Linked DNA regions of Zea mays: all the other regions are linked to region 4. The links are chromatin contacts, called in public Hi-C maps. All regions are on one chromosome and are shown on one strand. Each heading gives the region's core, a stretch centred on a gene start, on an enhancer-like site or on the middle of the called end of the contact. The rest is flanking DNA. Distances are from core to core; before and after follow the strand shown.

Region 1 (2,700 bases), core at 72-2,571, 240 kb before region 4:
TCGTGGCGGCCGGAGAGGTTTTGGCGCCCGGTTTGTGTGATGTCGTGGCCGTCGGAGGAGCGCTGGAGCCTGGCGGAGGGACAGCTGTCGGGGCTGTCGAGTCCTTACTGACGTCCTCTTGCTTCCGTAAGGGGGCCGAGAGCCACCATCATCAAAGAGCGTGCGGGGCGCCATCATTGCCTATCTGGCGGAGCGAGCCAGATGGGACGCCGGTCTTGTTCCCCGTAGCCTAAGTCAGCTTAGAGTAGGGTAATGATGGCGCCTCCCACGTGGCCGGCCCGCGCCCTAGGTTGGGCGATGTGGAGGCTCCTTCGAGGTCGAGGTCGAGTCCGAGCCCCTAGGTCGGGCGAGGCGGAGGCCGTTGGCTGAGGCTAGGGCGGAGTTCGAGTTCTGGGGTCGGGCGAAGCGGAGTTCGTCGTCTTCCGGGGCTTAGCCCGAGTCCGAGCCCTGGGTCGGGCGGAGCGGAATTCGCCGTCTTCCGGGGCTTAGCCCAAGTCCGAGCCCTGGGTCGGGCGGAGCGGAGTTCGTCGTCTTCTAGGGCTGAGCCCGAGTCCGAGCCCTGGGTCGGGCGGAGCGGAGTTCGCCGTCTTCCGGGGCTTAGCCCGAGTCCGAGCCCTGGGTCGGGCGGAGAGGAGTTCGCCGTCTTCCGGGGCTCGCCGTCTTCCGGGGCTTAGCCCGAGTCCGAGCCCTGGGTCGGGCGGAGCGGAGTTCGCCGTCTTCCGGGGCTTAGCCCGAGTCCGAGCCCTGGGTCGGGCGGAGCGGAGCTTCCTATGGTGCCTGCGGCCGGGCCTGACTGCCTGTCAGCCTCACTTTGTCAAGTGGCTCCGCAGTCGGAGCGGCGCAGGCGGCGCTGTCTTTCTGTCACACCGGTCAGTGGAGCGGCGAAGTGACGGCGGTCACTTCGGCTCTGTCGGCTGAGGGGCGCGCGTCAGGATAAAGGTGTCAGGCCACCTTTGCATTAAATGCTCCTGCGATTTGGTCGGTCGGTGCGGCGATTTGGTCAGGGTTGCTTCTTGGCGAAGATAGGGCCTCGGGCGAGCCGGAAATATGTTCGCCGCTGGAGGGGGGCCTCGGACGAGGCGAAGATCCTCCGGGGTCGGCTGCCCTTGTCCGCGGCTAAGCTCGGGTCAGGCGTGATCGAGTCCTTCGAATGGACTGATCCCTGACTTAATCGCACCCATCAGGCCTTTGCAGCTTTATGCTGATGGGAGTTACCAGCTGAGAATTAGGAGCCTTAAGGGTACCCCTAATTATGTTCCCCGATAGGTTTAACTTTATAATTATTGATTTAAGTAGTATTTTGTAAAACTATTTAAGTTGCTCTAAACCAGAAGACTAAAAATTAGTGACTAAAACCAAACGCGCCTTATCTTCGTCTGTTCCTAGATTCTACTAGGACGAGCCCAAATCCAAATCGTCCTGAGGAAAGGGTAAAGAAAGTGAAGCAAGGGGCTGCCTGGCTTAGGGTTTCTTGACGGCTCCTTGCCCTCTCCGCCATGGACGCGCAGCGAGCCCTCCTTGACGAGCTCATGGGCACAGGTAAAGTACCCACCAGATCCCCCCTCGCCCGAATGACGCCGGCCCGTGCCCTATCCCTACCCCTAACCGCGTCGCGGGTGCTGTCGTTCGCAGCTCGTAACCTAACGGAGGAGGAGAAGAAGGGGCACAAGGAGCTGAAGTGGGACGATCCGGACGTGTGCGGCCCCTACATGGTCCGGTTCTGTCCCCACGACCTTTTCGTCAACACCAAGAGCAATCTCGGTATGGCCGTTCCTTCGTTTCTTTCTCTCTTTTTCTTAATATGTTTTGCAGTGATTTTATTTTACTCATAACAAGTTTGGTTGGGGTGTTTGCAGGGCCGTGCTTGAGGATCCATGATCCGAAGCTCAAGGAAAGGTGATACCAGTTGTGAAGCTTAATATATTGAGATGTAAATAAATAAAAACCAACATGCTTCTTGTAAAAAAAATAAGTATGATTTTGTTGCTGTAATCCTTTAATAAAGCGTTATGTTTAGGAAGCAAAGTAGGGTATTGAATAGACTGCAACTAGGAATAGAGAAACCTTGCTATTGGGAGCCATATGGCATGACACCAAAGTATAATAGACGATTGTGTTATATGAATTGCTAGAATGGTAGAGTGGGCTAGTTTTTAGTTGTGAGGATTAAGCTGTCTTATGTTCCTGTTAGGCCACAGGTTTTCATTTGACTGGTACATCTTTTGTTTGAAATTAGACAGCACATTAGAACTGTACTGTGAAATGACTGTGCCATGATGCCCCCCTATCCAGTCTAAAAATAAATAGTTGCTCCAGGATATTACACGTCCTACAGCAACAATGTTCTCTCAATTTTAAAATTATAGTATATTTGGGAGTCTCTGGCACTGGGTCTGCCCTTCTTATATCAAGACATAAAAAAAATTTCTCAGCGGAATATTGAGAGGAATTTGATCTTATATGGTGAAGAAGCAAGGTTGAATACGTATTAACGAAGGGTTCAGAAATGTGTCTAGGTATTCTAAATATTATATTTTGTGTAAATAAAAATCTTTAGGTGAATTAAGTGAGAGTTGCATCCGATTAAAATTTAAGAGGTAGCTGCCCACCCTTTGTAGTTGGCAAATAGGATATAATTAGCACCCTCATTCCCAATTGATGTCTAGCCATGCTGTATTCTCCTGATATGATATTGACTTT
Region 2 (2,700 bases), core at 145-2,644, 170 kb after region 4:
GGCGCCCGAGGCCGGACTTGGCTGCTGTCAGCCTCACTCTGTCGAGTGGCACAGCAGTCGGAGCGGCGCAGGCGACGCTGTCCTCTTGTCAGGCCGGTCAGTGGAGCGATGAAGTGACTACAGTCACTTCGGCTCTGTCGACTGGAGGGCGCGCGTCAGGATAAGGTGTCAGGCCATCCTCGCATTAAATGCTTCTGCGGTGCGGTCGGTCGGTGTGGCAATCTGGCCAAGGTTGCTTCTTGGCGAAGACTGGGCCTCGGGCGAGCCGAAGGTGTGTCCGTTGCTTGAGCGGGGCCTCGGGCGAGACGTGAATCCTCCGGGGTCGGCTGCCCTTGCCCGAGGCTGGGCTCGGGCGAGGCGAGATCGTGTCCCTTGAGTGGACCGAGCCTTGACTTAATCGCACCCATCAGGCTTTTGCAGCTTTGTGCTGATGGGGGTTACCAGCTGAGATTAGGAGTCTTGGGGGTACCCCTAATTATGGTCCCCGACAGGGTTGCTCGGTAGTGTTGCTTGGCGAGCGAGTTGGTCGGCCGTCTCGCCTCGCCGGGTTGTTCGGTGGACGGGTTGGTCGGCAGATCCACCCCGCCGAGTTACTCGTCCGGTGGGCCGGTCGGTTAGCGGTCCATCTTTGGGAGGCCTTTTAGGCCTTCTTCGGGCAACCGGTTCTCAAGTACCTGACAATAGTATCACGTGTTGTTTTATAGTCCCACAAGACAATTAAATGCTAGCAGATGTGTACAAGAGTATGAACTGTGGACCATTTAGATGGTTCATGTTTTAATGATTATGATCTCGTGCATGAGTGATATCTCCCTCAAGATACTATATTATTGTGTTTCCTCTTTATTCACATGTCACATAAGCTTTCTATTCTACATGTCATATATTAAATGAGTAGGGCAACATGCATCAGAAATAGCCTTAACAGCAAAAGCAAACAAAATTGTTGGCAGTAAAGACGAAAGATAAAACTGGTGTTAAATAAGATTAGAGTTTTCATGTCAAATAAAGAAACACAGGTTTCCAATGTTAATGGCTAGTTTGACGACCTTATTTTTTTCAAGAGATTTTTATTTTTTAAGAAAAATTAGTTCATTTTCTCAAGCGAAAATGAAATTTCCTTAATAAAATGGAGTTCCCAAACTAGACCTAAATAGAGAATTTTGTCTTAGTTTAGTTTAGCTTCACTTTGAAATACAGGAGTTTTAAAGAAAGTATACATAATTTTCAAAAAAATAGTTTATTTTCGCATAAAAACACACACAAAATTATGTATGGCAAAGGAGGCCAGGGTCAGCTAATACACCCTCGTGGAACAATCTGGAAGGGTTGAGATATTTCCTCGTTGGATCAGGCAGATGAGATAGCAGTATCACGAGCGTCGAGGTCGAGCGAACCCAACGCATCTCCGCAATTAGCAGCACGCACCCAGAGCAAGCCCAAGTGCCAATCAACAAACCCAGACCGCCAGACGGCAACCGTTGTCATCTCTCACTCCACGGCGCCGGCCATCGTCACTCACACGCCCAGCACCGCAGCACGACACCATCGCGCCCTGGCCATCCTCCCGTTCACGTGCACCTACCGCACGCACCACCGCGGAAAGTAACCCCGAGATCCAGCGCCGTCGGCACGACCAGGCCTGTCCAGGGATGGGGCGGAGAGGGGAGCCCTACTACGTCGAAGCGGCGCCGCCGGTGGACGTGAACAAGAACACAGAGTGGTTCATGTACCCGGGCGTCTGGACCACCTACATCCTCCTGCTCTTCTTCGCTTGGCTCCTCGTCCTCTCCGTCTCTGGTTGCTCCCCCGGAGCAGCCTGGACGGTCGTAAACCTCGCGCACTTCGCCGTGAGTTCCCACCCTCTATTCCGTCCCCAGTCCCTCGCCCTTTCTACTGGGGTTTGCTTACGAGCGGTTGCTCGCGCGATCGACTTCTGATTTTGCGCATGTCTCGTCCCTTTCGTCCTCAAACTGGGTTGCTTCCGTCAACTGTATCCCAAGATTTGGTTGTACTGGTAGTTGGATTTACTAATTAGCTCCTTCGGTGTTTATTATTTCTGCTCCCCAAGTGTTTGTGGCCATTCACGCTCCAGCAGGACTGTTTGATTTTCGCCTTGCGTGTACGTGTTTAGCCAAAAAGATTATGTTCTTTGCCATGAGGCAAAGGCGGAATATGTGTAGGATTAGGTGACAGTTCATCTGAATTAAAATATTTCCTCAGCCTGTGCCCATGGATTGCTAGGAATATAGGAAAGCCATAGAAGAAATATTTTCGAGATAAAATATTAGTAGTATAAGCTGTCTTGGCTGGATGTTCTATTCTGTTAGCTTATCTTAATTTTGTTCCCCATTTGTGTGTGGAACGATTTCCCTTGCATAAAAGTCAAAACAAGCACCCCATTCTTGGCCCGGACCATTTCTTTGTTTCAGAGCAGATTTTTATTAGATATTGACTATTGAAAGGTCCATTTATGTGTACTATACTACTATGAAGAATAGCTAGTCGATAGAATTTTATTTAGGTTTCTGTAACAAGAATTGTTCGTATTAAAGGTCCAGGACAGGCTATGCATTGTGATCTGCAGACTTATGTATTGTTCCGTAATCAATATTTGGACTTGCGGCATGTCATGGTGGCCTGAAATATGTGCCTTGTAAATTATATTTGACAATTCTCATCCTGGGGTAAAGATATTAT
Region 3 (2,700 bases), core at 161-2,660, 240 kb after region 4:
CTTCATAAATATAGGATCCCTCCAACAGCCATGCAACTAAACGCATTAGAACTAGTTTATGATGTATACTGAAACAAATTATACTACACGGTGTAGGTATTTATGCAATTTCTTAGACTGCGTAAAAAATCTGGCATGTTGTTCACTGGTGGACGCATCTACGGGTGGAGCGTAAAAACCTTAAGTTTTGAGCATAAAATCCCTCAATTATAAGCGTAAATACCGAGTCAATTAGAGGTTGATAGCTTTAGTAGGTTGTTATTACGATCCTATTTTTATGACAGATCCGAAAAACATGGCAGCCGCATGCATGCGGTTTCTATTTTTATACAGATCCAAAAATTATGGCAAAATCGTGGGAGTTTCCATTGCATGCGCGCAAATTAAGAACAGCATAAATCAAGGAATTTCCTTTCAAATGTGCATGCAGTAAATTGATATACGAACTCTGTGTTAAAGCATAAAAACATACAGTTTTTAGCGTAAATAATACATGTGGTAGGCATAAAACACAATAAACGAAAAGAAAAATGCGCCGGATCAGAGGATGTCACGCGCGATCATCGCTGCGCGCATCTCGCCCCTTCCGTGACGTCGCTCGCTCGAACATCGTGCCTCATGCGTCGCCGTCGCTACTCGCACGTCGACGGGCGTCGCTTGCTCGCCGGCCTTGGAAGTGCCGCCTCCTCGGGGCTTCGGGGACGCCGCCGCTTGCCTGCACAAGGGCCTCGCTGCGGATCGAGGAACCTCCGCCACCGCGCGTCGAGGTAATGGAGTTGCGGCCACCGGCCTGGGAATCGCCGCCACCGCACAAGGACGCTGCCGCCGCTCGCCCTCTGGATCGGGGGCCGCCACCGCCGGCCTGGAAACCGCCGCCACCACATAAGGGCGCTGCCGCTGCCGCCGCCGCTCGCCCTCTGGATCGAGGGCCGCCACCGTCGGCCTGGGAAACGCCGCCACCGCCGGCCTGGCAACCGTCGCTAATGAATCGAGATGGGGCGTAAAAACGGATCCCTAGCACTACGGATTTCCTTTTATAGACGTCTGGACCTGGTCCGGCTCGACCGGATTGCACTGTCTGGCCTGGGCTTCCAATAACTAAAGGAAGCCCAGGGCTCCTAATATACAATCTATATATATATATATATATATATATATATATATATATATATATATATATATATAACAAATATATTAATTATTGTATGAATTAACTAAAAAGGTAAAATGAATTTTATTTTGGGGTGGATGTAGTACTATTTTGAAACGGAGAGGGTATAAACTAATAAATACAATTAAGATTAGGTTAAATTAGGCAGTTCTGGTCAGGTCGTCTTTAGACTTTGCTTATCAGCTTCCGCGGAGACTAGTGTATGTAAGGCCGAAACCACCCTTCCCACTCCACCGTCACCTAACCTCCGCTTGTGAGAGAGGAAGCGAAGGGAGAGACCTTGTCCACTACAACCATGGTATAGGGGAAAAAATCTACGCAGGAGTCAAAAACTATACGCGGGAGTCATATATAGCGAAGCACGTGAAACACTATCTAGATGAAGTTTAATCATACTGATGTTAAAATCCTTCTGTCTAATCTACTCGCTGTGTATAATCCATGAAGTTGTTCGGTCCAACTGTTTAAGCCAGCTTGCTCCGACTGTCATCTGGTGCGACAAACGCAAAAAGGACATATGGATTTCTAAGGAGTTTCTATTTTCGCAAGAGAAAATAAACTAATTTCTCTTGGTAAAATAAAAATCCCTTGAAAAAAAGGGTTCCCAAACTAAACGTGTCGATTTGCATAGTTTTTTTTTGTCACATCACATCGCTGAAATCATAAAACGGAAGAGTTATTTATCAGTGGCCAATTATGGTGACAACAGACAAATCAGAGAATATGTATTCTGAAGGTTGTTTGTACATCGCACAGGATTATAGGTGCCGTTTGGTTCATATATTTGTAACGTAATGGGTAACGGATAACGTTAAATCATGTTTGTTTTAGTCCAACCGTAATCAGATACCACACTAAAATTTGATACCAGCCTATTCAAATTTGTTACCGCCAGTAATCGAGCCGAAACCATTACCATTACCATTTGCGTTACATTTTTTGAACCAAACAGCACCATAGTTCAGTATTTCAAGGTTAAAAAGGACTCGCCACGACGCAACAGACCTGAGACCTGTTTTAACCAAATTCAGAGTTCATGCAAATCTTGCATATGTGTTCAAAGGATGTTGATACTGGTCTGTGTGGTTAATAAAAGAGCAATCACCTCTCAAGCTAGTAACTTTGCTAGTTCATCTACTCTTAAGGTACCTTGATGAACAACATCAGAAAGAAACTCTTGTCCATGGTCAATTGTCTGCATTGCAGATCCTCCATTAACGATAAATTTATTTTCAACAGGACTGCTCAACATTTTATTTTCTACAAGATGTGTTTTAGTTCTTGCATGATTGTCTGGCACATTTCTCCTGGCACTGGACTTCCTTCGAGTATTCTCAAAAACCAGTCTTCGCGGAATTGACTTTGTAAAAGCAACAGACTTTTCATAGACCAGATCTGAATCAGCAAGCTCATCTTCACTCAGAACAAGTGCCCTGCCACTGTGAATGGCCTGTTCCAAAAGACATAACAATCCCTCTACTTTAGAACCGCTATTTAGAACAACTGTACCTTTTGTACCATCGTTTCTT
Region 4 (2,700 bases), core at 200-2,699:
TTTACAACATGTTGGCTCCTGATGTCCAGTTTGCTTATAGTAGGCAGGGCCCCTCAGGCCTCATCCTTGACAATAGAGCAAGTAACTTGTAAACCATCAGTTGTGAACTTTACAGCTCCTTTGGCAAGGATGACACATGACAGCTATTTTGTTTTCCTCTCTTGATGAGCTTTAAATTCAAGCTAAAATTGAAATATTACTCGAGACTCGTGTATTTTATTTCTACCTTAATGAAATGACACACAAGAAAAAAAAAAGAAATATCACTGATTTATCAACCAACCTTTTGTTTTATGCCCCATTGGTTTCTCAAACAACTTGGTATTGTTTTATTACTCAGTTGTTAATGAGGTCTGCACTTGAAGCATTTCCTGAAGATTAGCTTCCAAAACAGAGTACTGACTGGATTTGACCATCTTCCTTACAAACTAGCAAATTAACTACTACACTTCTTCTTTTAACCATATCAACAGTGGAAGTTCATAGGTGGGTGTTGTAACTGCTGATGTTGTCAGATTTTTAATGCCATCGCTGAAGCTGTATGGCTACATTCTCTCAGCACTTAAAACAAGCTTGGAGGCTTAGCTGAGTAGAAATTGTCTTGTATAATTTTCCACATAACCTGTTTGAATACACATCTTTTGTAGTTATATGAACCCGTATGGTGGCAAAAGCTAAGACTTAGTAATCACTGATCACTACAAGTTCCAGATGGAATTTTAGTTGTGATGAATTCAAATGCATATTTGTTTCCAAACAGAAGCACGGCTTCTGGTAATGTTCCGCTAGCGAATTTAGGGGGATTACCGGGATCAGCCGACCCTTAGCAAAACAATGTTAAAGTTTAAGAAAAATTTATAATTTTATACAAAAGTGACGCTACTGATCCAGCAATATTCTTGGTTACTTGCATTAATTAATAGGAACTTCTACAAGAGCCATCGTTCCCCTCATTCAAGACTCGTAAACACTATCACAGAGGAATACTGTGCAGTGTGCACGTACATTTTGGGAACAGGCTTCCTAGTAAACTCAGTCCGAACAGTGAAGCATGCAAAATCATTGAGCGTCAGAACTCTGAATCAAGAACCTAATCAGTATTCACCTACCTTGTTCGCTGGCCACAAACCGGACCTCGCCTTTCTCCTCCATCCTGGGCAACCTGAGTCGCCAGACCACTCTGCCCGCTGGGTCGGAGCCTTGTCCTCTTGTCCCGGCCACAAATCCTGAAGTTACTGCTACCGTTGGGACGGGATGGGCGTGACTTCGCCGACGGGAGGGTACGGACGGAGCCGCGACCGACTCTCGTAGTCGTAGGCTCGTAGCGCAGTGAGATCCCGAGAGGGTCTCGGACAATAAAACCCGAGGAGCTGGGCCTGGCTGTACGATCCGGCCTGCGTTTTCTAGATGGGCCTCCCATGTGACTAGTAGCTGACTGGATGGGCCTCAACATGGTTCCTTGGTGTTGCGGGTGTGCTCCAGCCCCAAGTGTCCGAGTCTTTCCGGCGAAGGGTTTCGGACAGAGAAGATGGCGACGGCGGCGGCAGGGTTGGCTCCGGCAAAGGAGGTGGTGGAGAAGAAGGTGGAACTCCTGAAGGAGGTATTGTCTACCTCCCCATACTTCGACACCTCTATTTTTGTTTCGTGTAGTTCTCCACGCAAGCTTCCTGCTACTGTTCTCCGAATTCGGCTGGTGGATGAGAGAAATAATTTGCCGCATGGATTTGGTTTGGTCTGCGCAGATACGGGCGCACGAGGTGGCGATCGCGGAGCTAGACAACCTGAATCCCTCCCGAGTCAGCCTCTTCCCCTCTGTCTCCCTCCCTTGCTTGCGGTTTGTGTCAGGTGCTGCGAGATGGTACTGGTATCAAATTACCAATGGCTACCACTAGGTTGCTCGCCAGTGATAAACTGATGCTGTACACTTTCAATTAATCTTATTTCAATACATTAGTAATCAGATGACAATCGTGAAGCACCGGTAGAAGCTTTGATTATCCAGGTTGCGAGCAAGAGCACGGATATGCTTACTGGATCTGGGTCAAATTTTGAGTAGCTTGCCTCGTCACGAACTCACAGCTTGTCCATCGTACTCACAGTTTCTTGCTTTGCAACAGGCGGTGTACCAGAAAGCTGGCAACATCTTCTTCCGTAAGAGCGTCAAATCGGTGATCACAACGGAGCAGAGTAACCGCTATAGCATTGCATCTTTGTCCAGTTACTTTCTCTCCTTAGCTTGCATTGTCTAACATTAGTGTGGTTTTATGATTTGCTATGGGTTACAGAGCAACTTGACCAAGCCAAGGCTCGGCTGAGCAAGCTGAACCAAGCTTGATGGGCAGCACGCTACAAATGTTGACCTTGAACAAAATAGAGCATGCAGATTTGAATGGACTTCTCGTTGCTCATTAATTCTGCAGTTGGGCGTTGTGGACATAATCCATGTGTAATGCTACTTTCTTTTTCATGAGATGTATGGCTAGTGTGGTCGTGAAGTTTGGTTAAGCCTTTTGAGCCCGATTCAGTGTTAAAAATCTAGAATTTCAACTAAAGGAGTACATGAGCTGAATAGATTTCTAAAAATCTATGGATTTCTCTAGTTTAATCTCAAATCTCTTCTTACCCTACGTCTTTTAGATTTCTGTCATCCATTTTTTTAAAATATTAATCAATTGCCACTCCTATTGAATTATTTTTATT

What was found. A called contact is a pair of places that touch in the nucleus more often than the background predicts.
Region 1: a Hi-C map of ear shows a contact between it and region 4, with 3 times the contacts expected there. The contact joins the promoter of LOC103632296 here to the promoter of LOC100278221 in region 4. A contact is called at or near these places in 5 of 25 Hi-C or Micro-C datasets (bundle sheath, ear, leaf and 2 more).
Region 2: a Hi-C map of ear shows a contact between it and region 4, with 2.3 times the contacts expected there. The contact joins the promoter of LOC100273730 here to the promoter of LOC100278221 in region 4. A contact is called at or near these places in 3 of 25 Hi-C or Micro-C datasets (bundle sheath, ear and tassel).
Region 3: a Hi-C map of leaf shows a contact between it and region 4, with 3 times the contacts expected there. The contact joins the enhancer-like site here to the promoter of LOC100278221 in region 4. A contact is called at or near these places in 3 of 25 Hi-C or Micro-C datasets (ear, endosperm and leaf).

The regions. Positions count from the first base shown.
Region 1 is chr7:43,919,190-43,921,889 of Zm-B73-REFERENCE-NAM-5.0, reverse strand. LOC103632296 (luc7-like protein 3) reads left to right here and starts at 1,321. Exons shown (of 9, transcript XR_555807.4): 1 at 1,321-1,539; 2 at 1,633-1,761; 3 at 1,857-1,896.
Region 2 is chr7:43,505,051-43,507,750 of Zm-B73-REFERENCE-NAM-5.0, reverse strand. LOC100273730 reads left to right here and starts at 1,394. Exons shown (of 3, transcript NM_001347697.1): 1 at 1,394-1,850. The coding sequence starts at 1,653.
Region 3 is chr7:43,434,626-43,437,325 of Zm-B73-REFERENCE-NAM-5.0, reverse strand. LOC542118 (CRS2-associated factor 1) reads right to left here. Exons shown (of 5, transcript NM_001111750.2): 5 at 2,056-2,700. The coding sequence ends at 2,280. Among protein-coding and RNA genes, the nearest start is that of LOC542118, 31 kb to the right of the region's middle. Within about 2 kb of position 1,410, at least 2 of the 20 cell types and tissues checked have an H3K27ac peak or open chromatin away from gene starts, as enhancers often do. A contact at or near this core is called in leaf, where this site is marked.
Region 4 is chr7:43,677,235-43,679,934 of Zm-B73-REFERENCE-NAM-5.0, reverse strand. It overlaps LOC100278221 (Prefoldin chaperone subunit family protein), which reads left to right and starts at 1,449. Exons shown (of 4, transcript NM_001351007.1): 1 at 1,449-1,600; 2 at 1,743-1,796; 3 at 2,118-2,187; 4 at 2,286-2,548. The coding sequence starts at 1,529. The coding sequence ends at 2,335. It overlaps LOC100192915 (a long non-coding RNA gene), which reads right to left and starts at 1,314. Exons shown (of 1, transcript NR_156482.1): 1 at 973-1,314.